Linked DNA regions of Mus musculus: regions 1, 2 and 3 are each linked to region 4. A link is a contact called in public ChIA-PET and Hi-C data. All regions are on one chromosome and are shown on one strand. The core of a region is the stretch at or near the end of the contact, and the rest is flanking DNA. Distances in the headings are between cores, read along the strand shown. Region 1 has its middle 5.1 kb from the start of Gm31804. Region 2 has its middle 28 kb from the start of Gm31804. Region 3 has its middle 120 kb from the start of 1700062C10Rik. Region 4 holds the start of Oxsm (3-oxoacyl-ACP synthase, mitochondrial).

Region 1 (2,700 bases), core at 31-2,530, 470 kb after region 4:
ATGAATGACAATGAATTTTAGAATCGTTTTCTGAGAGCTGATTTAATGATACTTTTTAATCATTCTTTAGTTTGCCCACCTTGTCTCAAACATTATCATGTACCTAACAATTTCCAGCTCTCATGTCCACTGTGTGGAGATGACTCCTGACCAGCATCATTAGATGTGTGTGACTTAGCTGAAATCTTCAGAGGTATGTAATAAGATAGTGCAGCCTCATATCTCTCAGAGAGGAGGAGATATGTCATATATTCTATGTTAAAAATATTTGGGAGTAACAATCCTTACATCTTAACTATTAATTATTAGTTCACAATTGACTCGATCAAATGAGTTTGGGGATTATTTACAAATTACTTTTCTTAGTGGTATTTATATTATTCAAAATTAAGTATTCTCAATTGAATTATTATTATTATTATTATTATTATTATTATTATTATTATTATTATTATTATTATTTGATTGATATCATGAGGCAGGATATGTACCTCAGGCTGGACTCATGCTTATGATATAACTAACATGCTCCCAGACCTTAGCACAACTATTGCAATGACAGAAACCCATTCAGGTGTTGGAACTCAGAACATAGGCGGGGACATCTGACACAAGAACTTAGACCTAAACCACCTCACAAAATAGATACAAAGGTTACATCAATGGTCCAGGGATGTGGCTGGAAAAGCCACAAATGTACTAACTGCTTTTTTGCTCCTGCAGTTCTACTTCTTGCTAACTGCTCTTGTTAACTGAAGTGTTCTGACCAGGATATGGTTTTTTTTTTTTTTTTTTTTTTTTTTTTTTGTGCTTAAAATGCCAAGAAAGGTAAGGCTCAAGGCTTCATGGTTTGGGCAAGTTCTCTCATGCAACCTCCATGGCTGTGTTGACTTTAGGAGTCCTGTGTTCACTGAAGGAGTTATCTTGGAGAAGTGGCCCTCCTGTCTCAGCTCCTGATGGAGTTACAGGTGTATATCATCATAATTGGACTTGAAACTGTATTTCACTAAAAGCAGGCTTACTGATTCAAAGCTTCTGCATTTAGAAAGCTGTGAAGGATGCAGCCACATCCTGTGGACTGACCTGATGTGCAGCAGCATGGGTCTCATTCCTTCTGGCACTGAGACAGAACTGATTGGAACCATTTTTCCATTCTTTTTTTTCTTTTCTTTTTTTTTTCTGAAGAAAACGTGTCTGACCCTCCCCGTTCTACCAGAAAAGAGTAACTGCTGAAAGTGACGTCATTCTTTCCCAGCAGCCGGCTTCTTCCTGTCTCATGGCTGCGGCTTGGTTTCCCTTTCCCATGGGTGTCACACTGTGGTTCACACTGTGGCTGCAGTGTTGCTTTCTGTAAGACTGTTTCTCACTTCCTTCTTGTCTCACCTACATTTTCATTTTTTTCTGCTCCTGAATTTTACTGTTTATTATACAGTGTTTAAACTCCCTTTGAAACGAAGTGTTTTGAGGGTGAATAAAACACCCGGAATTGTGTCCCATTGAGGGCCAAACAAAGATGACATGGGCTGGCAATAGAGCACTAATGCTTTCAAGATCTTTGCCTCAAGAGACAGTAAACTCATATCAGCTGATGTCATCATCATAAAAACATTTTGAAAACCATTTTAGAATGTCCTCTTAAGTTCTCAGCACAGCGAACAAATGTTTCAATGGCTGTAAAATCTTCTGGATCATTTTTATTCCAGGAACAAAAAAACCAACGCTCAATGTAGAGAACCAGAACCACACAGGGCTCATCAAGCTGGGTTAGCACTTTTATTTCTTCTCAAATGTACAAAATAGAGTGCCAAGAATTGTAAAAGACAGGGTTAGTGAGCTGACACTGAAAGTGTTCCCCAAGGACCAACTTAGAGAAGCCAGCAGGCATGAGGGTTGGTATTACATGGGCATGTGGACAGGCATATGCTACTGTTAGGAATCCTGTGACTATCCCCCCCAAAAAATCTCAGAATCTATCACCACTACAATTCAAAGTCAAAAAGGTCAGTAAAGTCATGGTCACAGTGACCTGGTGACTGGTACATTACCTCAGGGTTCCACCTAGAATCACAGGCATTTCCCATCATGCATTACTTCGCCTTCAGACCCCAGGGGAGCCATGGGTTTGGCTGATCATAGTGGGATTCAGGACTTTAGATCCATCTGTTTATTGTTGGAAGTGGTGCCATGGGTCTAAATTCTGAAGCTATTTTGCCCCCTCATGAAGGGCTGTTCTGTAAAGTCTGATCACAATCTAGTGTTTACTTGATCTCATCACTTTTGTGTTGTGTGTTTTCCCTTCCATTGGTGCCATAGTGTAAGGGACATAATTCAGTATGCTTGCCAGAGGGACTATTGAATGTTATCCAGTTACTGAGAGCACAGGTGGGTCTGGGAGTGTGCTCCATGGGCTCTATACCTGAACACTTCTGATGTTCTTGCTTCAAGAACTGTAAACAAACTCACAATAATTGGTACTGGCCAACAGTATCTACAGGAAGCTCATCTTTTCAACATACAAGACTGGAAGACAGCAAAGAAAGGGCATGTTTCAGAAGTGACAGAATGACAGTATGTACTATGTGGCTAAGATGACCACAAGATCACGATCTTGTTTTCCACATCTAGAGTGATGGATGAAAAGATAGCTAGGAAAATATGGGACCTCAGCAGAGCATCTGAAGAGTGATGTAAAGCCTGAAA
Region 2 (2,853 bases), core at 350-2,849, 500 kb after region 4:
TCTCCTTTCACTCTTCTGAATCTTTCCATTTTCTTGGGGACATTTACCAGATGTTTCTCTCTCTACAAATCCTATTTGGCCTCCAAAGCACAAGGCAGCAAGCTCAGCTCTTGATGTGTCTTGAAACAGCAAATTCTATGATCAAAAGAAAGGGTCTTCCACGTTTTCACACTGCATCAACACTATCTACACTGGTCCACCCAGTCAGCACTGGTTAGTAAGTATCGGCTATAGGCAAACACTACTGTACTCAGATTAATTGATCTTCTCTGGGTCCAGAGGAATCAAAGGCTATGATTAAGATATATATGTCAGACATTCTATAGCTCCCTGACCAACACAACACCATTCCATGAAAACACATTCAGAATGGCATTTCATAAAACACCAGCAGAAGAAGCTCATCTAAATTATTTCATTCCAAATAGTCACAGACTCTTTCAAAATGCAAAGACTTTAATGAAAAAGCCCTCCATTGGGCTACAGGTAACTTGTAGTCTTCTTAGTACAGATGCTAAAGATGCAAGGACAAGTACTCATGAGCACCTTCCAGTGCCACCTTCCTCTCTATGGTCCTATGGTCTTATGCCATGTAAAGAATGAGTTTCCGAAAGGAATTTTATTATAGTTGAGAATGTATGAGAGATGAAACAAGAAGAAATTCTTTAGAGTCGAAATAGATCCCAGGAAAGTGTTGTCATAATCAACCTGCTCTAAGCACGAGAAGTGAGCTGAGCAGGACAGTTGTCCTACACATGAGGTCTTCATGTGACTTGTCATTTCTGTGTCTTGCCTGGCACACCTTCTGCTGGCACACCCTTAAAGGTTAGTGAAGTATCTGATCATCCACAGGTTCCAGGCTTCAGCTGCTATTCTGAAAAGGATAAGTTAAATTAAAAAACAAAACAAACAAAACAAAAAAAAAACCAAAAAAAAAAAAAAAAAAAAAAAACCAGAGTACTGTCAGCACCCTTAAACAATTTGGTATTTTTGGTATTTTAGTTTGCAGGGCAGAACTACTGATAGAACCCAGGTATTTCCAGCTTCAGGCCAGGCCAGGACACCTGGACAAATGGAAGTGCCCACAATGGTTAAAAACAAAATTGCTAATTATTGAGACTCCCTCCTGAAGTTGCTCAGCTAGCATCTCTCTCCTACTTCATCACGTTCCCACATGTTCTTGCTTCACTGTCCCTTTGTGTTATCAAAGGAGAGACCACTTCACACTCACACTGCCTACAAACTGCTTTTAAAAAATGCTACTGAGGCTTTGAAAAATAAAAATTAAGCCATCATTGGGAAGAGAGGCCCATTGGTCTTGCAAACTTTATATGCCTCAGTTCAGGGGAATGCCAGGGCCAAGAAGTGGGAGTGGGTGGGTAGGGAAGTGGGGGGGGGTATGGGGGACTTTTGGGATAGCATTGGAAATGTAAATGAAGAAAATACCTAATAAAAATAAATTAAAAATATTAAGCAGAAAAAAAAAAAACTAAGAAAAATGTGTAACTTGATGGGGGATTGGTGAGAGGAAGTGGGTTTCTGAGTCATACCCAGGTGGTAACTAGGCAGAGCCTCGCCTGTCTTGGGCTTCAGTGAAGGTCTCGTGATGCTTCTTAGAGAACACAATGCTGGCAGATGGGGACCCTGTGGCTTCACATTTAATCTTGTGTTTATATTTGGTCTCAAATTGGACTCCTAGTGCTCAGTAGTCACTCATGCGGGATGCTCTTTATCTGCTGTAAAGGGATTTCCATCAACTAGCAGGTAGAGGTTCGTACAAAGCAATTTGATTCAATCTTAGAGAAGTATCTAGTGGAGGAAGTTAAAGCTGGCTTTGGCTGGTATCCGTGTATCCCACTAAGAACCATGTGAGGAGGAGCTTAAGCATCCTCCTCTAATCCTAGCCTCCACTCTCCAGTATATCCAGGTTCTGTTGTGTGCTTCCTTGCATATGTACTTTCATGAGATAAAATAGTCTTTACTCCTTCAAGTCAATTCCATGAGATAATATAATTTTCAGTTGGTTAGTGTTTAAGATGAGGAGTTACTGTGCTATAGGGAATATATATATATATATATATATATATATATATATATATATGTGTGTGTGTGTGTGTGTGTGTGTGTGTGTGTGTGTGTGTGTGTGTGTGTGTGTGTGTAACCATATAGTTCAAACCTTAGTTCTCAAGTTCTGTGGCTCAGCACAACTAGCTTCTATGATAATTTATTGAGTCCTCTTATGTCACTGGTTTTAAAATTTAATTAAGAAAACTTAATTTCCCTGTGTGGAAAAATCCTAAAATGTGATTGACCCAAAAGAGCACTGTAAACATGCTTTCCCTATCAGAGCTCCAGCCCAGCCTAAGCAGGAATCTCAGGCATGCTTTGTACCACAGGCTGAGAATCCTGCTGACAGATGTTAAAGGTGGTTTTTGTATCCAAGAGGAAGGCTACTGCCACTGTAAAAGTAACATGTAGCAGGTAGGCCTGAGAATCTAATAGAGTTGTCTGTTGTGATTCTATTTGTTCAAAATGTTTCCTTTTAGAAAGACAGAGCAGAAGAATCTACAGAAAAGGGGAGGGATCCAGCTCTTGCTTCATTCTTTGCAATTCCTGAGCAAGCGACTTTCATTTCTGAAATTTCACTTCTGTGTCTAGGGAGTGGGGATAAGGCCAGTCAGGTAAATGACTGGTACCGTCTGTGGGCAACCTATTTTTGCTAAATACTCACATCAGAGTTGAGTGGCCTGTGATGGGTGAATGTCACCTTTGGGCTGTGACACCGAGGAGTTTCCAAGTTTAGAGAAAGCATCAAAAACATTGTATGAGCCCCAAAGTTCCAACCAGGCAACT
Region 3 (2,726 bases), core at 64-2,563, 330 kb after region 4:
GGTCCTGGGTGTGCTAGGGGTCCTGTGGCATGGAGAGTCCTTTGGGGACCTTGGGGCCCTCTGCCAGGTTTGCGAGGAAGATGGCTCGAGGTTGGCCCCTACTGGAATGAATCCCAGCCTGTAGTCAAGCCAGGTTCCTTTGTCCCTGTTAGTGCTGGCACAAGATGCTCTGGGATTGTTTGGAACTGATGTTGTGTTCCACTCACCCATGATCCTGAGGCCCTGGGCGTGCTAGAGGGCCTGAGTCAGGGAGAGTCCTCTGGGGACCTTGGGGCCCTCTGCTGGGTTTAAGTGGAAGATCCATAGTCTTCATAGTTTTCATTTGGCTTTGTGATATAATCTGAGATTGGGTATTGTAGTAGCTCCAGCATTGCTTTTTGCTCAGAATTCATAAGCAGCCTTCCTCAGGGTTCTTTGTCTCTTGAACTATCCTGATTATTTGAGCTGTTCCTGGCGCTCTCTTGATTTTTTCCAGACCACCCTTGATAGCTTTTAGGCATGGTTTTAGGAGCTAAGTCACTTCTCCCAGTGAACAGGTTGAAGCCCTGACACATTGTATCTCTGTTATGGAAATGTCTGACTTAAGTGAATTCATTGAAGTGAGCCTAGTCTAATCTGAGCAACATAACTATAAGAAGAAATTTGGGCACACTAAAGAGAAAGGGTAAATTGGCCCACTAATATTTACTACACACAAGAAAATTAGAGAAGCCTTAGAAGGTTCTGTCATCACCTTGATCTTAGACTTTCAGAACTTAGAATTGTGGGAAAATCGATTTACATTATGTGAGCTTTTCAGTTTGTGCTGTTTTGTTATGGTGACTCTAGAAAAGGTACTTGTTTGTTTGTTTTGAGATATGATCTCATGTTATTCAGGCTTGCCTTTAATTCCTTTTGTAGCCAAGGATGATCTTGTGTCTTAGGATTTCTTTTGCTGTGAAAAACAGTGTGACCAAAAGCAGTTTGGAAAGGAAAGGGTTTATAGTTGAAATTTATACTTATAGTTCATCACTGAAAGAAGTCAGTGGAGGAACCCTGAGTTAGGAACTGAAGCAGAAGTCATGGAGGAACACTGTGTACTGGCTTTCTCCTCATGGTTCGCTCAGCCTGCCTTTTATACAACACAGGACTAACTTACGGGTAGGGTCATTTCAATGGATTGGGCTATCCACATCAATCATTGAACAAGAAAAATGCCCCACAGGCTGGCCTATAGGCCAATTGGGTGAGGAGATTTTTCAGATGACTCTAGAGTGTCTCAAGTTGATGAAAAAACAACCAGAACAGTGTGAACTCTGGGTCCTCCTTCTGGCTTCCAACTCAGGGGTCACAGGAGTGAATCAGGATAGCAGCCTTCTTTTTAAAAGCAGTGACTCAGGAACAAACATATGAGGAAATGGAGAATTTGGTATTGAATTGCAAATTAAAAGCAACCAACAAGTAAGTGGTTGCAATTTCAGTATCCAAATCAAGAGGCTTCTTACCATAGAATAAATTAGTCTGCAAGCAAATGAGCTATAATGCTTCCAACTATAGTTAAAGAAAGAGATGGAGGGCTCAGGCTCAGGCAGAGGTTCAATCCTAGTTCTGATTCAACAAAAAAATTACTTTGGTTTTAGTTTTCTACAGAAATCTCAAAGCAGAATGAGGTGGGAATGGGGTTAGGGATTTCTGGTCGATAGTGTCCAGCAACTGCTTAAACTGTATCACTTTATCCAGAAGTCCAGGCTTAGGTACTTAAAATAACTGTGAGGGGACAGGCCAGATGGCTAAGCAGATTAAGGTACTTGCCACCAAGCCTGAGGACATGACCCAAGTGGTTCAAGGGGACTGCCGCAGGATGTCCTCTGACTTATACAGGAACATCATAAAAATGCATCCCCCCCCTACATGTACACGCACACGCACGCGCACACGCACACGCACACACACACACACACACACACACACACACACACACACACACACACACTGAAAATAAGTAGTCCAGTGATTCACAAACAAGATTCTGCCTTACCCAGATGATTTATGAATGAACACAGTTTACATTTCTATCATTAAAGCGTAGCTCTTCATTTCCTTACCATCCTAACTCATCTTCTCTAGGTTGGTAGAAAAATTGGTTCCTTTTTAAGTATAAATAAATTAATAAAATATTATGGAGTCATCACAGAGAACAATAACACATGGATGAAGGATTTCAGCTTTTACTAACTTGGACAATGAATAATTTTCTTCTTCACAACCCTACTGGGAAGAACCATCGCCCTTCTTGCATGCTGTGCCCAAACCGTGATTAGGCAATTATCTCCTCATTGCCAGCACTGGATGTTTTCTGCATTTTCTTCTGGACTTTGCTCAGAGGAGATTATTTTCAGACACTGAGCCCTCCATCTTGCTGCCCCAAATTCCATCAGCTTTTGACTTCTCCCTGCACCCAATTTATTCAGGTACACTCCCAGAGACTTTTCATTATAGGATGAAAAAGAGAATCAACCAGCTTTGCCAACGAATGGGATTTATTGATGCCTGTGAAAAAGGCCAGAGCAGGCAGGCCTCAGGAATGGTTTTCAGTTTATTCTGGATTCTCATTTCTTTCTCTGCGAGCATTTTCATTTTAATTTCTGTTAGATTTCTACTCCTCTTAGCACAAGAATCCTAACTATGACCATACTGTTTTCCAAACACAAGGGCCAAATTTTTTTAGTACCATGCTTGATTGACCA
Region 4 (2,865 bases), core at 261-2,760:
TTATGGTCTTGTTATATCACGTTTTATGTGGGTGCATTGTTTTGAGAACAATTCTTTCCCTGGGAAGATGTAAACAAATACCCAGCCTCTTTATAAAGCAACAACAATAAATCAAAGCAAAATCCCCAGGTCCGACTTAGGGCACTCTAAGTTTATTCAGCTTACTTCAGAGCATGGGTGAAGGGTTCCTTACAGGAGTAAGTGCCTAGGGCATCTGCACGGCCAGAAAGTTTCACTGCAGCATGGATGATGACATGACTTCTCCATGGCTGCATAGACAGAGTTCCCCTTTCAGCTAACCTTCCACAGTCCACATACCCCAATGCCTTTTGAGATCAGAAATTTGTATGTAAAACAAATTGCCAAAAGGTACTGGAGGAAACAGCACAATTTTCACTGCAGGGAGATCATACTAAGCAAATGGTGAGCTACTGGATCAGGAACAAGTTGAATTTTCTTAAACATTTTAGACAGAGTAGACAATAAATCATATCCAGGAGTAATGAGGAAATAGCTAAACTTACCTCAGATTCTTTTCTACATTTGGAAAGCAAGCATACGTGGCAACGATGGCCTGAAGAGGTTATTGCCCACAAGAAAATATATAATCATGACTACAAGATAGCATAGTCTATCCTTTATCTGAAGAAAAAGCAAAGCTCACACGTGGGACAGACTTGAACAGTTAATAGACATCCCCTGGCTGTGTTGCTACTTATCCTACTTATCCATTACAGATTTATCTCTGAGCAAGTAAAACTTTCGTAAGCTCAGGAATTTCCACTTCAGATATTGGGCAATCTTCTGGTCACTTCCTGTCATGAGTCAGCCCTTTTTATTGTTACAGAAGTAGCTGTTTACATCATTTGCTAAAGTAAATAAAGGTAAGGAAAAATGGAGGTAGAGGGGACACCATAAGCACTGCAGATCACTACAGACGTTAGGTTTTGTTATATTTTAAAGACAAAGTCTTCAGGTTGGTAGCCCAGGCTCCCTTTGCACTCTCTCCACAGCTGAGGACAGAGCTCCTGATCCTCTGCCGCCCAGGTGCTGAAATTGAGCGGTACCATTATCTGATCTCTTTGCAAACCTTTAAAAGTTTTGTAACTAACGTCTCCTAACAAATTCTCAACGTCTTTGCACATTTCTAAGTATTCAGCCATAGTATTATTTTATTGTCTACGTGGCATTTAGATGTTTCCCCAAACGACCTCGGTTTCTTGGTGACATTCTGAAGAGTTCTATGAATATTTTCTACAGAGCTACCAGGGAGGCTACAGCTATAGGTCCTCCCCGGAATGTCCTGGGGAAATGACAGCCGCCCTTCTCTGGCAGCACAGGAATATCTAGGCATTATCGCTGTTGACTAGGTGAGGTTTCCCAAGCGATCAAAACAGGCTCTGAGGCTAGAGCGGGGCACTCACAACCCGGAACCCGGAGGAAGCTCTGGCCGGAGCGTCTGACCTCTGACATCAGGCACCGGGCGGAAACGCTGCGCTGCGGATGAGTGCGCATGCGCACTCGGTGGGCGCCCGCAAAGGCTTGTTTCAGGTAGTGACTGCAGTGTGCACCCGGGTTTCAGGGTAGGGGTGGAGGGCGTCGCGTGGCTGTGAATCCCTGAGAGCTCCTAACGCTGAGCTCGGGAAGTTACACCCGGCCTTCCTAATACGGCGGTGCTGGGCTGTGGCGGGACCGCCTGAAAGGTTATCTGCCCTACACGGAAGTAGATAAAGTGCACAAGGCAGAATGGGCCTGAGGCGGCCTCCTGTGCATTAATCTTAGAAATGCCACATGGACTCAGTCCACACTGTACAGTAATCTTCGGTGAGCCTGAAGAAGGATGCCCCCTGTAGGGTGGGTTGGCGTTGTAAAACCCAGTGAGCTAGCTATCAGTTGACAGTCTGAAGGACCTCATAGATTACAAATAAAAGTTAAGTCCAAGCGAGGGTTGCATTTCTCTGTGACCACAGTCACACCTAGGGTGTGTGTAAGATTCTACTGTCGTTTAAATGATGCTTGCTGTCTCTTGTGGTCTATTCCAGGAATGTGTTTCTGATCTTCTGAATTTCAACCATGTTGTCAAAATGCTTGCAACATTTTCTAAAAGCCACAATCTCCCATCCATATCCAGCGTCATATTCTTGGTTAATAAGCAAACACAGATTTTATGGAACTGTGCCAGCAGCCATGTTGCGCAGACGAGTTGTCATCACAGGCATTGGCCTAGTGACACCACTTGGCGTTGGGACTCAACTAGTTTGGGATCGGCTTCTCCGAGGAGAAAGTGGAATTGTTTCTGTGGTTGGTGATGAGTACAAGAATATCCCTTGCAGTGTAGCTGCTTATGTACCAAGAGGTCCACATGAAGGTCAGTTTAATGAAGAAAACTTTGTGTCCAAATCAGATGCCAAGTCCATGTCTTCTTCCACCATCATGGCTGTTGGGGCAGCAGAGTTGGCCCTGAAAGACTCCGGCTGGCATCCGAAACGAGAAGCAGATCAGGTGGCTACTGGCGTTGCCATTGGCATGGGCATGGTTCCTCTTGAAGTTATTTCTGAAACTGCTTTGCTGTTTCAGACCAAAGGTTATAATAAAGTCAGCCCATTCTTTGTCCCTAAGATTCTGATCAATATGGCTGCAGGCCAGGTTAGCATTCGCTACAAACTCAAGGGCCCCAATCACTCAGTGTCCACAGCCTGCACCACAGGTGCACATGCTGTGGGAGACTCCTTTAGATTCATAGCCCATGGTGACGCAGATGTGATGGTGGCTGGGGGCACAGACTCTTGCATTAGTCCATTATCTCTCGCTGGGTTTTCCAGAGCCCGGGCTCTGAGCTCAAACCCAGATCCTAAGCTAGCCTGC

What was found. A called contact is a pair of places that touch in the nucleus more often than the background predicts. ChIA-PET counts read pairs in DNA pulled down with a chosen protein or histone mark.
Region 1: a contact with region 4 is called in an RNA polymerase II ChIA-PET map of memory CD8 T cells, with 166 read pairs. The contact joins the enhancer-like site here to the promoter of Oxsm in region 4. A contact is called at or near these places in 2 of 39 promoter capture datasets (the C10 cell line and pre-B cells), 1 of 484 Hi-C or Micro-C datasets (the MNK3 cell line), 7 of 115 datasets of contacts at active chromatin or transcription factors (the 230-238 cell line, CD8 T cells, double positive thymocytes and 4 more) and 1 of 9 other capture datasets (liver).
Region 2: an RNA polymerase II ChIA-PET map of memory CD8 T cells shows a contact between it and region 4, with 95 read pairs. The contact joins the enhancer-like site here to the promoter of Oxsm in region 4. A contact is called at or near these places in 5 of 115 datasets of contacts at active chromatin or transcription factors (double positive thymocytes, effector CD8 T cells, memory CD8 T cells and 2 more) and 1 of 9 other capture datasets (liver).
Region 3: a contact with region 4 is called in a Hi-C map of rod photoreceptor, with 2.4 times the contacts expected there. The contact joins the enhancer-like site here to the promoter of Oxsm in region 4. A contact is called at or near these places in 1 of 484 Hi-C or Micro-C datasets (rod photoreceptor) and 3 of 115 datasets of contacts at active chromatin or transcription factors (double positive thymocytes, embryonic stem cells and stem cell-derived neural progenitor cells).

What each region holds. Positions count from the first base shown.
Region 1 is chr14:15,768,606-15,771,305 of GRCm38.p6, reverse strand. No RefSeq gene overlaps it. Among named protein-coding and RNA genes, the nearest start is that of Gm31804, 5.1 kb to the left of the region's middle. Within about 2 kb of position 1,280, at least 67 of the 459 cell types and tissues checked have an H3K27ac peak or open chromatin away from gene starts, as enhancers often do. A contact at or near this core is called in the 230-238 cell line, CD8 T cells, the MNK3 cell line and 6 more, where this site is marked.
Region 2 is chr14:15,745,782-15,748,634 of GRCm38.p6, reverse strand. No RefSeq gene overlaps it. Among named protein-coding and RNA genes, the nearest start is that of Gm31804, 28 kb to the left of the region's middle. Within about 2 kb of position 1,599, at least 53 of the 459 cell types and tissues checked have an H3K27ac peak or open chromatin away from gene starts, as enhancers often do. A contact at or near this core is called in double positive thymocytes, effector CD8 T cells, memory CD8 T cells and 2 more, where this site is marked.
Region 3 is chr14:15,916,523-15,919,248 of GRCm38.p6, reverse strand. No RefSeq gene overlaps it. Among named protein-coding and RNA genes, the nearest start is that of 1700062C10Rik, 120 kb to the left of the region's middle. Within about 2 kb of position 1,313, at least 3 of the 459 cell types and tissues checked have an H3K27ac peak or open chromatin away from gene starts, as enhancers often do. A contact at or near this core is called in rod photoreceptor, where this site is marked.
Region 4 is chr14:16,241,976-16,244,840 of GRCm38.p6, reverse strand. It overlaps Oxsm (3-oxoacyl-ACP synthase, mitochondrial), which reads left to right and starts at 1,510. Exons shown (of 3, transcript NM_001359883.1): 1 at 1,510-1,551; 2 at 2,043-2,865. The coding sequence starts at 2,074.